Linked DNA regions of Rattus norvegicus: region 2 is linked to region 1. Evidence: chromatin contacts called from public Hi-C data. All regions are on one chromosome and are shown on one strand. The core of a region is the stretch at or near the end of the contact, and the rest is flanking DNA. Distances in the headings are between cores, read along the strand shown. Region 1 overlaps Il17d (interleukin 17D). Region 2 overlaps Xpo4 (exportin 4).

Region 1 (5,107 bases), core at 405-2,904:
ACCACGGGCTTCAGGCATTGGGATCATAGCCAACTCCAGTGGAGGGTCTGGGGAATGCTGCAGGGACCTGGAAGATGAAGTGTGGGGCTTCGCTACGCAGGGAGGCAGAGGAGGCTGCAGCCAGAAAGCAGCAACACACACCTGGGTCAGAAAAGAGATGACCGTTGCAAAAAGTCACAAGCTGGAGCGATGTGTGTGAGGGTTAGCATAAGGCATGGGGTTGCGTGTGCATGAGTATGAGCATGAGCAGGAGAGTGACTGTGTGTGTGAGCATGCATGTGTGAACAGAAGCATGGGGAGAGGGTGTGTAAGACATGAGCACATGCGTGTGTGGAGATGTGAGGCTATGTGAGCATGAATGGTACACAGCTGAACATATGGCGTGAGCATGTTTGAATGTGTGAGCATGTGAGACTGAGAACGTATGTGTGTGTGTATGTATGTATGTATGTATGTATGTATGTATGTATGTATTGAGTCTGAGTGAGATCCCATGAGCACGTGTAATCATGGATGTGACGGCAGGCTAGGGAAGCTGGTGGGTAGTACAGGGTGTAAAGCAGCCCTGGAGCCATTTAACCCCATAGCTTCTGAATGGGAAAGAAGACCACCCAGCATCCAGAGAGACTCCTGGAGAACCCAAGGGACCTCTCAGAAGGCCTACAGACACGAGGCCCTTCTCTTTGACATGTGTGGGCCCGGAGACCATCAACTATCCAATTCAATGTCAACCAACATCCTGGGAGTCCTTTGGGAGCAGCCAGCACTCAGGTGTCACTCAGCTTAGTTTTGTCGGTGAAAGTATTCTTGCTTGGGTCCCTGATGACCAAAGGCTCATCCAACTAAAAATATCCACCCCAGTCCGCCAACCGGTCCCCAAGCCAAAGTTTTCCCTTTTCCCTTGAACCTTTTGGACAATGGCTAGTGACAAGACAGTCCCGTGTGCCAACCCCACCTGCCACCTGGGATAGAGTGTAGGAGCAAGGGGTATTTTCAAAATGTGTCTTTGACACCTAGATTGTTTCCTCACACAGGAAGGTGTTCAACGTAGAGACCAGATGTGCTGTTCATGGCAGTGGCTCTCACTCAGAGGGACGAGCACCACAGAAGGGCAAGTAGCCCCTGAGCTGGCAGACACCCGGCTCCCTGCCAACTCAAGAGAAAACACCAGCTCTGTGGGAGAGCAAGGCTGCCTCCGTCCGGACCCTTTCTCTTCCCCAACATGGACATTCAGTCCAGCAGAAACCACCTGGCCTCTGAGGCCAGTCTCCTGTCATCTCTGAGTTTGCTGACCGCTGCTCTGTGCAAACTTTGTCCAGGACTTGGTTGAAACACATCGACACCCCCACCCCCACCCCCGGGCTGACGAATTGTGGCGTGGTCCTGGCCCTGTGTGAAGTTTGGCTCTGGAGAGCGACAGCTGTCGGGGCTTAATCCAAGAACAAAGGACAAGTCCTCCAGAGATGATTAGAGGTGATGGAAGCTGAGCTCTTGGAGGAATTTAAGTGACCACAGAGACAGAAAAAGAGCGCTGCCCCTGTGGCCTGGACATGGTAGGAAACAATTCTAAGCGGCCAGGAGGCGGAACTCAGAGAACAATGAACACATCCCCGGGAGGAATCTGCCACCTGATGCGTGCTTGTGAGGGCCAAGTGAAGCCAGGCAGCCACTGGCACATCACAAAAGATTTCCATTCCAAAGCAATGGAGTCTGAGTAAGACAATGGAGTCTGAGTAAGACGGATTTTCTCTGGGTAACTCAAAGATCCCCACTCCCAGGCACTGAGCTGGGGGCCCTGACCAGAAGTTGGGGCACCCATGAGGAGTTGGGGACAAAATGGGCAGCCTGAAATCATGCACACTGGGGGCCACTGAGTTCAGCCCAGCAGACTTTCCAGGGACCTGTCAGATATAAGCCCTGGAAAGAAAATGTTGGTACAGTCTAGTTGCCGACCAGTAACCCAGAGTGAGTCACTGATGCTGACTGTTGACAGAAAGGCTGAGCTTCCCGAGGGCCCACAGACCAGGCTTGAATCTCCAAGGTCTTGGAAAATTCCCTCAAGCAAGTGTATTCCTTTAGTCCACACCATCAGCACACATCTTAAACCAAAATCCCAGCTTAGAACTTGGTAAGCCAATCCTGAAACTCACAGGGAAAGAAAAGAAAGGCTCAGAACTGGCAGGACACATCCCAGGGAGAATGAGGGGTGAACTCTCCAAGAGACTAGAAGGGATTAAGACAGCGGGAAGTCCAGGATGGTGGGTAATCACCAGACCCTTTAGGGATAAGCAGCTTCCCTCAGTAAAGCAGAGGCTCCTTTGAGAAGGTCCCGTCAGTGCAAGACTGCCAACATGGAGTTTACAGAGTACCCGTGTAGCTCTCACTTAAAATGCAGGTTCTGGCAGAGTATGGTGTGCGACACACACGTCAGTGTAGCACTCAGAAGGATAAGGCAGGAGGACCATAGCTATAGGCCAGCCTGGGCTACACTGAATATGGGACTGTGTTTCCTAAGATGTGCCAGTCATGTATTGAAATCTTACATGGTGCTTCATGAGTAGGCATAATTAATGTGCTAATAAAAATTAATCTTAGAAGAATAGAAACAACCACGGTCTTCTGGTCCACCTCTGGAGAGCACGGCTCTCCGTGCTCACATGCAGCCCAGTGACCTGCTCTGCTCACTTAAACTGGTCATCTTGTCGAGCACACAGAAGTATGGCAGCACCAAGCAGGGTCTGGCCACATCTGCACTGGATGGCTAGCCACGGACAGACAGCAGCTGGTGGTCAACAACTGGATGCTACATTTTCCCAGTGCCCTTTCTGTATGACCGAACCAGCCCACACTGGCCTCCACGCTAACACACAGAAGGTCATTATAACCCGAGTTGGCACCGCCGCGGAATGGCTGTGGGACTTAGTTGTACTTCACTGGAGGCACATAAGTGAGTTTTTTAAAAATAGTAATGCTCTTCCCTCACCCTAGAGATTCTGAATTAATTGCTCTGGAATGGAGCCAAGATGCTGCTATTTTTTTAAAGAAGCTTCCCAGATCACTCTCACAGATAGCTCTGTGCAGGCTGTTTGCTCTCCTCATTTAGGAAAAGTGAAGCCAGATCTGACAGTGCACACCTCTCATCCCAGCATTTGGGAGGCTGAGGCAGGAGGACTGCCACAAGTCCAAGGCTAGCCTGGGCTATATAACAAGACCCTGTCTCAAAACAAAAAGAAGTCATGAATTAAGAAGGGTTTGACAGCTGGCTACTTCTCTGTGAGAGAAGCTTTAAGCTCCATTCCCAGCATCGGGGGCGGCAGGAAAAGTACCTTCCATTTTATCTTTGGAGTTAACCCTGCAGCTGGGGCTGGCAGGAGCCACCACACTATAGGGAAATTTCCCTGTACATAAACGACTGTCCAGTGCCCCAGGGCCTGAAGCAGTGGGCTCTGTGGGGGAAGCAGGGGTAACTGGGGACACGGGAGGCTACAAACAGCTTCTTCCCTCAAGGGGGAAGCTGTGGCCAGCAGGCCCATCAGCTCCTCCCTCCTTCCATTTGCTAAGGCCCCAGGGAGCCAAAGAGCCGCAGTGTCTGCTGCCAAGAAGCACTGAAAAACACTTCTCTGGCCCCTAAAAGAAAACACTGTGCATTTCTCCTGAAAGAGGACATGGAAAAAACTCAGCAGGGATTGCAGCCGTCCTGACCAGGACGTAGATTCCCTCAGACTTCACCTGGCCAGGGAGAGTTAGAGGTCAGCTCTTCTCTAGCTGCTGCTTCTGAACTTGGCAGTGGCTTGACTGAGCCTGCGGGCTCCGGAACAAACACAGCTCTCCTACCAAGGAGCAAGCTCAGGGCTACCAGCAGCAAGGAGGCTCACCGGCCCACCTCCCTCTCACATGTGGGCAAATGGTGGTCCTAGAATCACACGGTCTAGGGACACTGAGTGTCCACACCTGGTACACAGTGACAGTCCCATTTGGGAATCCACTTATTCTGTGTAGAACCTATTCTCACCAAGGGCCCAAGTGAGATGACAGAGCATTAGGAAGGAATTTGGAAGTTCATGGCGACAGTGGGGTCTTGCACAGGAGAGAACGGAATGAGAAGGACAGCCGAGACTCCTCCAAGGCTTCCATTCTTTTGTCATGGCAAATGTGACGCCCTGAGCAGCTGGGAGCATCTCTTCAAAGGAAAAACTCGCTCATGCCCACAGGATGGCTCAGCTCTCCAGGGGAAGCTGCAGAATGTGGGTCCCGAGCCATCTTTGATGTCCCCGACCTTGGAACAATGGGGGAGGTGGCTGGATGTGCGAGGGAGGAGCCCACCTGGTCTGTGGCACCAGCTGTCACCATGGAGGAGCAGTTCACAAATACTAGCCTCTGGCCTCTGCCTTCATCGCCAAGAGTCCCTGGTATTTTCTGCTTGACAACGTAGTGATTTGGGGAGCTGTATCCTCTGCCTTCCACCTTTTTAATGTGCCACTTGTGGAGGACAATAACAGAAGGAATGTCACCTCATGGCTGTGTGGGGCTCTGCTGCATTTGCCCAAATCCTCCCGTTGGCGCGGGCACCCACATTTTATTCAGGTGAAGAGTGTTGAAAGAGGTATCCAGAGTGAAATATTGTCATCCTGCCTGGCAGCTCTCTGCATGCTAAAGTAAAGCCCCAGCCCTGGGGAGCCACCAACCATCAAAGCTGATGGTAATCCGGGAACAATGCTCCATGACAATGTTTTTATTTTTATTCTCTGACAGGTGAGAGGTGCTGCAGAGCTGGCTGTGCTCGGAGAAGCCCACAGCTTTGTGCTTGAGCAGAGTCAAGGTCACCCATCCATTAAAAATATATATATTCCTATGCATATATTCACATATATACATACACATATATGTATATTTATATACATATGAAAACACCAACATCTCTTACTTAAGCTGTTTGGGAAAAGAAAGGTAAACCTCCTTTTCTACAGTGACCAATCGGGATGAACAGTATTATGAAGACTCCAGCCAGACCTAAGGCACTCCCCTGGGTGTCTGCCCCTTTTCTACGTTACCCCTCTTTTCTTAACAGAACGTTATCCTAAGCTGGTGTAGGAAGAACGTAGTGCCT
Region 2 (5,090 bases), core at 2,056-4,555, 64 kb before region 1:
ATATAAGAAGGTAAATTCACTTTCAAAGAAGCTGATGTTTCTTAGTTTCTCTCAGAAGGCATGCTGTGCTCAAAGTTAGACTATACCTAATAAGTTTCATTGAAGAAAACAGCTGTTTATGTCTTTTAATTCTCTCAGTTTATCTGTTTATTTTTAACAGTTAATTTTAAGGGCAACTGGCTACCAATTATATAGGACAGAAAGAGAAAAGTTGTCTGAAGCTTTGCATTAACTGTGGAAGCCACATTAAGCAGGCCTGGGCAAGTAGGAGTTTGGGGGGTTGTCCCTGTCATGTGACTTGCATGAATGCTAAGTGGATTTCCTTAAAAGGCAGTTAAATGTTCATGTTTTATCATCTTATGCATATTGGAGAATGTTCAGCTAATAGCTTAAGGTCACAAACAAATTCAGCCAAAGCAGATTGGATCTTCTTACTTATATAGGCCATCTTTTGATTTCTTGGCTACCGGATACTAGCTAATGCATAGTTGTTGTACTGAGATGGAGAACTGAGAATCCTTTAAGGAAATTCTGGAAAAATCGAGTATGTAAGTAAGCAGCTTAGGAAGCTGAAGATACATCTGAAGGGAGACAGTGGTCACCGGCTGAGTGGTCATAAGCTCGGGCTGTTGGGAGACCTTTTCAACTTCATTAAGTATGTTTCCTTCTTTCCAAAATCAGGCTAACAGTTCTTTGTGATGCCCCACTCCCACCCCCATTTTGTTTTGTGGTGGGTGGGTTTTTTAGAGTCTGGGTCTCATTCTGTGTTTCCTGTCTGCCTCTACCCCTGAGTGCTGACATAACAGATGTGTGCTACCTTTCCTGGCTTCCTTCTTGTGTGAAAATGCCTATTTGAGCAACCCTGTGCTCAATGAGATAGAATCTCATAAAAGGGACTTTTTTTTTTTTCTTAAAGTGGGCTTTGAAGTAGAAAACAGACAGCAATAGTTGACTCTGGGAGATGATGGTGTTTTGGTGTGGCTTGACCTTTTGTTGTGCGTGATTAGCTGAGAGGCCTCCCTCCCTTGTGATTCTGATAGCTGAACAGGGCACACGCTGAGGATATTGTAGCCCCTGTCCACTCATCATGCTTGCATTTCTTTTCTTGTAGGAAAAGCTGAAATGAGACACAGGAATATTGTTTAAGCTTTCCATGTTGAAAGACTATTTCTTTCCCAAAATAATGATAATTATAGAAGAATATTTGGAGGAAAACTTATAACTGTACATCTTAAAGACTATTAGTTATTATTTGTAAAGTAATTTAAAAATTACTTGCAAAGCTGACGTTTGGTATTCAATAGAAAACGTTTCCTAGGTGGGCAAGTACTAGTCCCCAGGAGTGAGGGATAGAAAATGTCTGTGAAATCTGGGCCAGCCTGAGCTACATAACAAGCTCCGGTGCAGCCTACAAGGCTTCATAGTGAGAGCCTCTCTCTAAGGAGAAGAAAGCGCTTTCTGACTTCATGGGAAGAGCTGGAATTGGCATTGGTTATTTGCTCACTGTGGGGGGAAAGCACAGGGGATGGGTTGTGGATGGTATCATTATTAGGGACAGATTTAGAGTTGTTTGCAGATAATAAGCACAGTTGTAACTACAAGCAAGTTAGTATATTTGTCCACTTTCAAAATATCTATTTACATAGGTAGGTAGCAATGTAAAGACTATAATAATGCATTTCTAGGGTCACAGTGAAAACACAGAATGATCTCATACACTTTTCCCTAATCATCATCTGCCCCATCGAGCCTGTATTAGAGTGGTGTCTGTGTTATTGCTACACCTGCGTTGATTCATGGTTGTCACTCAAGAGTCCATGGGGTCCACAGGGCTCATTTCTGATGGTCTAGATTAGTTGTTCTTGTCGTCGTCATCATCATCATCATAATCATCATCACCATCACCATCACCATCATCACTAGACAGTGTCTATGTAGTCTTGACTGTCCTGGAACTTGCTATGTCCACCAGGCTGGCCTAGAGCTCACAGAGATCCACCTGCTTCTGTCTTTGCTTCCCAAGTGCCAGGTTCAAGGTGTTTGCCACCACATCCAGCCTCCTGATTGTATAAATGCTTTGGATTTGGACAAATGCGTAATAACCTTTATCTTACCCTGTAGAGTATTGACACAGTAAAAATTCTGTGTGCTTCGCCTGTTTGTTCTTCTACACCAGATTATGGAAACTACTGGGTGATAACATCTTTTTCCCTCCTTCCTTTTTTCTTTTTCCCCCTACCCCTTTCTGTTCCATTCTCCCTTCCCTTCTCCTCTATTCTCCTTTCTTCCCTCTTCTCTCCTCCTTCCTCTCTCCTCTTCCCCCTTCTCTCTCTGCCCCTGCCTCCCAAATGATGGAATTTAAATGTGAGCACCCCCGTGACAAGGCATACTGCTCTCACCATGTCTGCAACCTTCCCTTCCCAGAATATCCTGTACTTGGAATTATAGAATGATGTCACTGACATTATATTCATTATCAGGCAGGAACCAGAGTAGATTCCTGTCATTTCACTATTTGGGGGATTATATACTCAGAATTATTAAAGTTTAACTGTCCCTTTTTTCCTGTCTGAAGCTCCTCATCTTCACACTTCTCTACATCGTCAGGCTAGTTATAGGCCGAGACAGAAGTGCTGCTAATCACTCCCCTCTCCATATTCAAATGCAGTGAAGTGGGGTCAAGTAGGTCCCATAAGCTCTAAGCCCCTTTGCAAAGCCCTTGTGGCACTAGGCCTGACAGTGCCCAGAGCATGAGCACATAGTGTCTAGATTGGTCTCCTTAGTCATCTGTCCACATGCTGCCAGCAGCCTGCTGGATCTGGGCCCGCGTGGCCATGGAGCAGAGCCAAGGTGTTATGAAAAAGCACAAGCTTAGGTTTCACATCTCTGGGATTAGACTGGAAGATCAGTTGCCAATTGTCATCAACCACATTTCTCACACTTGCCTGATGAGTTACTTTATGTGCACAGAGGGAACCAGAGGTTTGTTTTTCCCAAGAAGCTCAGTCTTTAAGTCACCATTCAATGTGCAAGGTCTTGTGTGTGTGTTCTAGTTGAGAGCATTCTAATATCAGGGTTTAACGGAGGCATTATGGAGAACTCCTTTAATTACGAAAGTTAAAAGGCTTTAACTTTTTAAAAGGGGCTTTTTACATTTTGATTCATGTCTTAAATATGTACTTAGAAAAATGATAGTAGGTCTTTAAAATGTCCTGTGTGTTTCTTTTTGAGACTAGATCAGAGGATGCTACTCCTAAATCCTGTTAGATATGTTACCAGTCTGTTTATTTTGGCAAGATAAACTGTTAAGACTTGACAAATGATGTCTGCAAAGCACACGCCTTGTTAAGTATATAAACAAGCCACAGATGCTTCTGTGGGAAGAAAGCATCCTAGTCACCTCAGGATTCCAACAATTAGCTATGCAGATTTAAGGAAATTATAGAAGGAACAGAGCTTTCTTTCCCATTGTTTATAACCAACATATTTTGATTTTCATCTGTGTTTTTGACTTTCTTGACTTTTTAAAAAACAGTGTATATTAACTGTAAAGAAAAATTTTCACATGTGTATGTAACATACTTTGATCATATTCACCTGAGCCACTGCCATATTGCACAGTACAGGCAGTATGGTTTTCTTTAAAAAACAAACAAAAAAACCAAAAAAACCTGTGTTGTGTGCTTTTTTTTTTTTTTTTTTTTTTTTGATTCTTTTTTTTTTTTGATTCTTTTTTTTTGGAGCTGGGGACTGAACCCAGGGCCTTGCGCTTCCTAGGTAAGCGCTCTACCACTGAGCTAAATCCCCAGCCCCGTGTTGTGTGCTTTTGTTGAACATACTGTCATGAATATTACACTACTTTATTCTTTTAATATTTATTTATTTAATGTACGTGAGTACACTGTAGCCGTCTTCAGACACACCAGAAGAGGGTGTCGGATCTCATTACAGATGGTTGTGAGCCACCATGTAGTTGCTGGGATTTGAACTCAGGACCTCTGGAAGCATAGTCAGGGCTCTTCACCGCTGAGCCATCTCTGCAGCTCCTACAGTAGTTTCTTGATACAGTTAAGAGGAAACTTGATCTCTGTAGGCCTGAGGCCATCTGGATAGTTCCTTGCCTTTCATCTTACTCTGTGTGAGGGCCGGATCTTCTCAGTTGCATTCTTTCCTGTGGTTTCAGCACATCCAAATTCCTGCTCTTTGCAGCTTTTTAAGTACAGTGATTTCTTTCTTTCTTTCTTTCTTTCTTTCTTTCTTCCTTCCTTCCTCCCTCCCTCCCTCTCTCTCTCTCTCTCTCTCTCTCTCTCTCTCTCTCTCTCTTTCTTTCTTTCTTTCCCAGCAGATGGGGTGAGAGACTCAGTTGGGTGAGGAGAGGCGTGGCTTCTTCTTGCTTTCTTACCTGGTCACTCTTTTTCTTTCTTTCTTTTTTAAAGTATGTCATATATCCTCCTTTATAGGAAAAACCTTACTTAATGACAAGAAACAGTTATTCATATTTACATTCTTAAGCTACTTGATTACTCTATATTTTCTAATGTTATGAGTAGAGTCAGTGGCTATTATGTTTCTTGAGTATATCATTTCTTACTATATGAAATTATCTGTCCTTTTTTATTAAAATAAACTACTTTTTGTTAAGTAATATCTGTAACAATTAGGTATCTGATTAGGTCAGTTTGCTCTTTTACTAATTTTAAAAGTTACTTGAAAATGTTGGACTTGGAGTTTGTGGCCCAGTGATAGAGTACTTACCTAGCATATGCGAAGTCTCAGATTTTATCCCAGTACAAGAAAAACAAATGTATAAGAATTATACTTACATTATAATGTTATATAGTCTATTTTTTAGCTTTTCAAAAGTCTAATACTACTTTTATTTAAAAATGTACTTTCCACAAAGCACTAAACAGTCTTTTAAAATAAACATAAATTCCATGTTGCCAAGAATTGTTTCTTTTGAAATTAGGGAAATTTTAGAAGGTTTAATAAATGCTTAATAATTGGAAATACTTTTCTCTTAAAAGCATTGTTAAAATTGCCTTTGTACATAGCTGCTTCCAATGCCCATTTTATCTCTCTTGATCCTT

Evidence for each region. Hi-C and Micro-C count contacts between places; a contact is called where the count stands out from the background.
Region 2: a Hi-C map of the A7r5 cell line shows a contact between it and region 1, with 2.9 times the contacts expected there. The contact joins two enhancer-like sites. A contact is called at or near these places in 5 of 12 Hi-C or Micro-C datasets (the A7r5 cell line, Schwann cells, frontal cortex and 2 more).

Annotation. Positions count from the first base shown.
Region 1 is chr15:35,795,143-35,800,249 of GRCr8, reverse strand. All of the region lies in intron 2 of Il17d (interleukin 17D), which reads right to left. Among named protein-coding and RNA genes, the nearest start is that of Il17d, 11 kb to the right of the region's middle. Within about 2 kb of position 1,654, at least 38 of the 93 cell types and tissues checked have an H3K27ac peak or open chromatin away from gene starts, as enhancers often do. A contact at or near this core is called in the A7r5 cell line, where this site is marked.
Region 2 is chr15:35,860,551-35,865,640 of GRCr8, reverse strand. The region is part of intron 9 of Xpo4 (exportin 4); the gene reads left to right. Among named protein-coding and RNA genes, the nearest start is that of Eef1akmt1, 36 kb to the right of the region's middle. Within about 2 kb of position 3,305, at least 36 of the 93 cell types and tissues checked have an H3K27ac peak or open chromatin away from gene starts, as enhancers often do. A contact at or near this core is called in the A7r5 cell line, where this site is marked.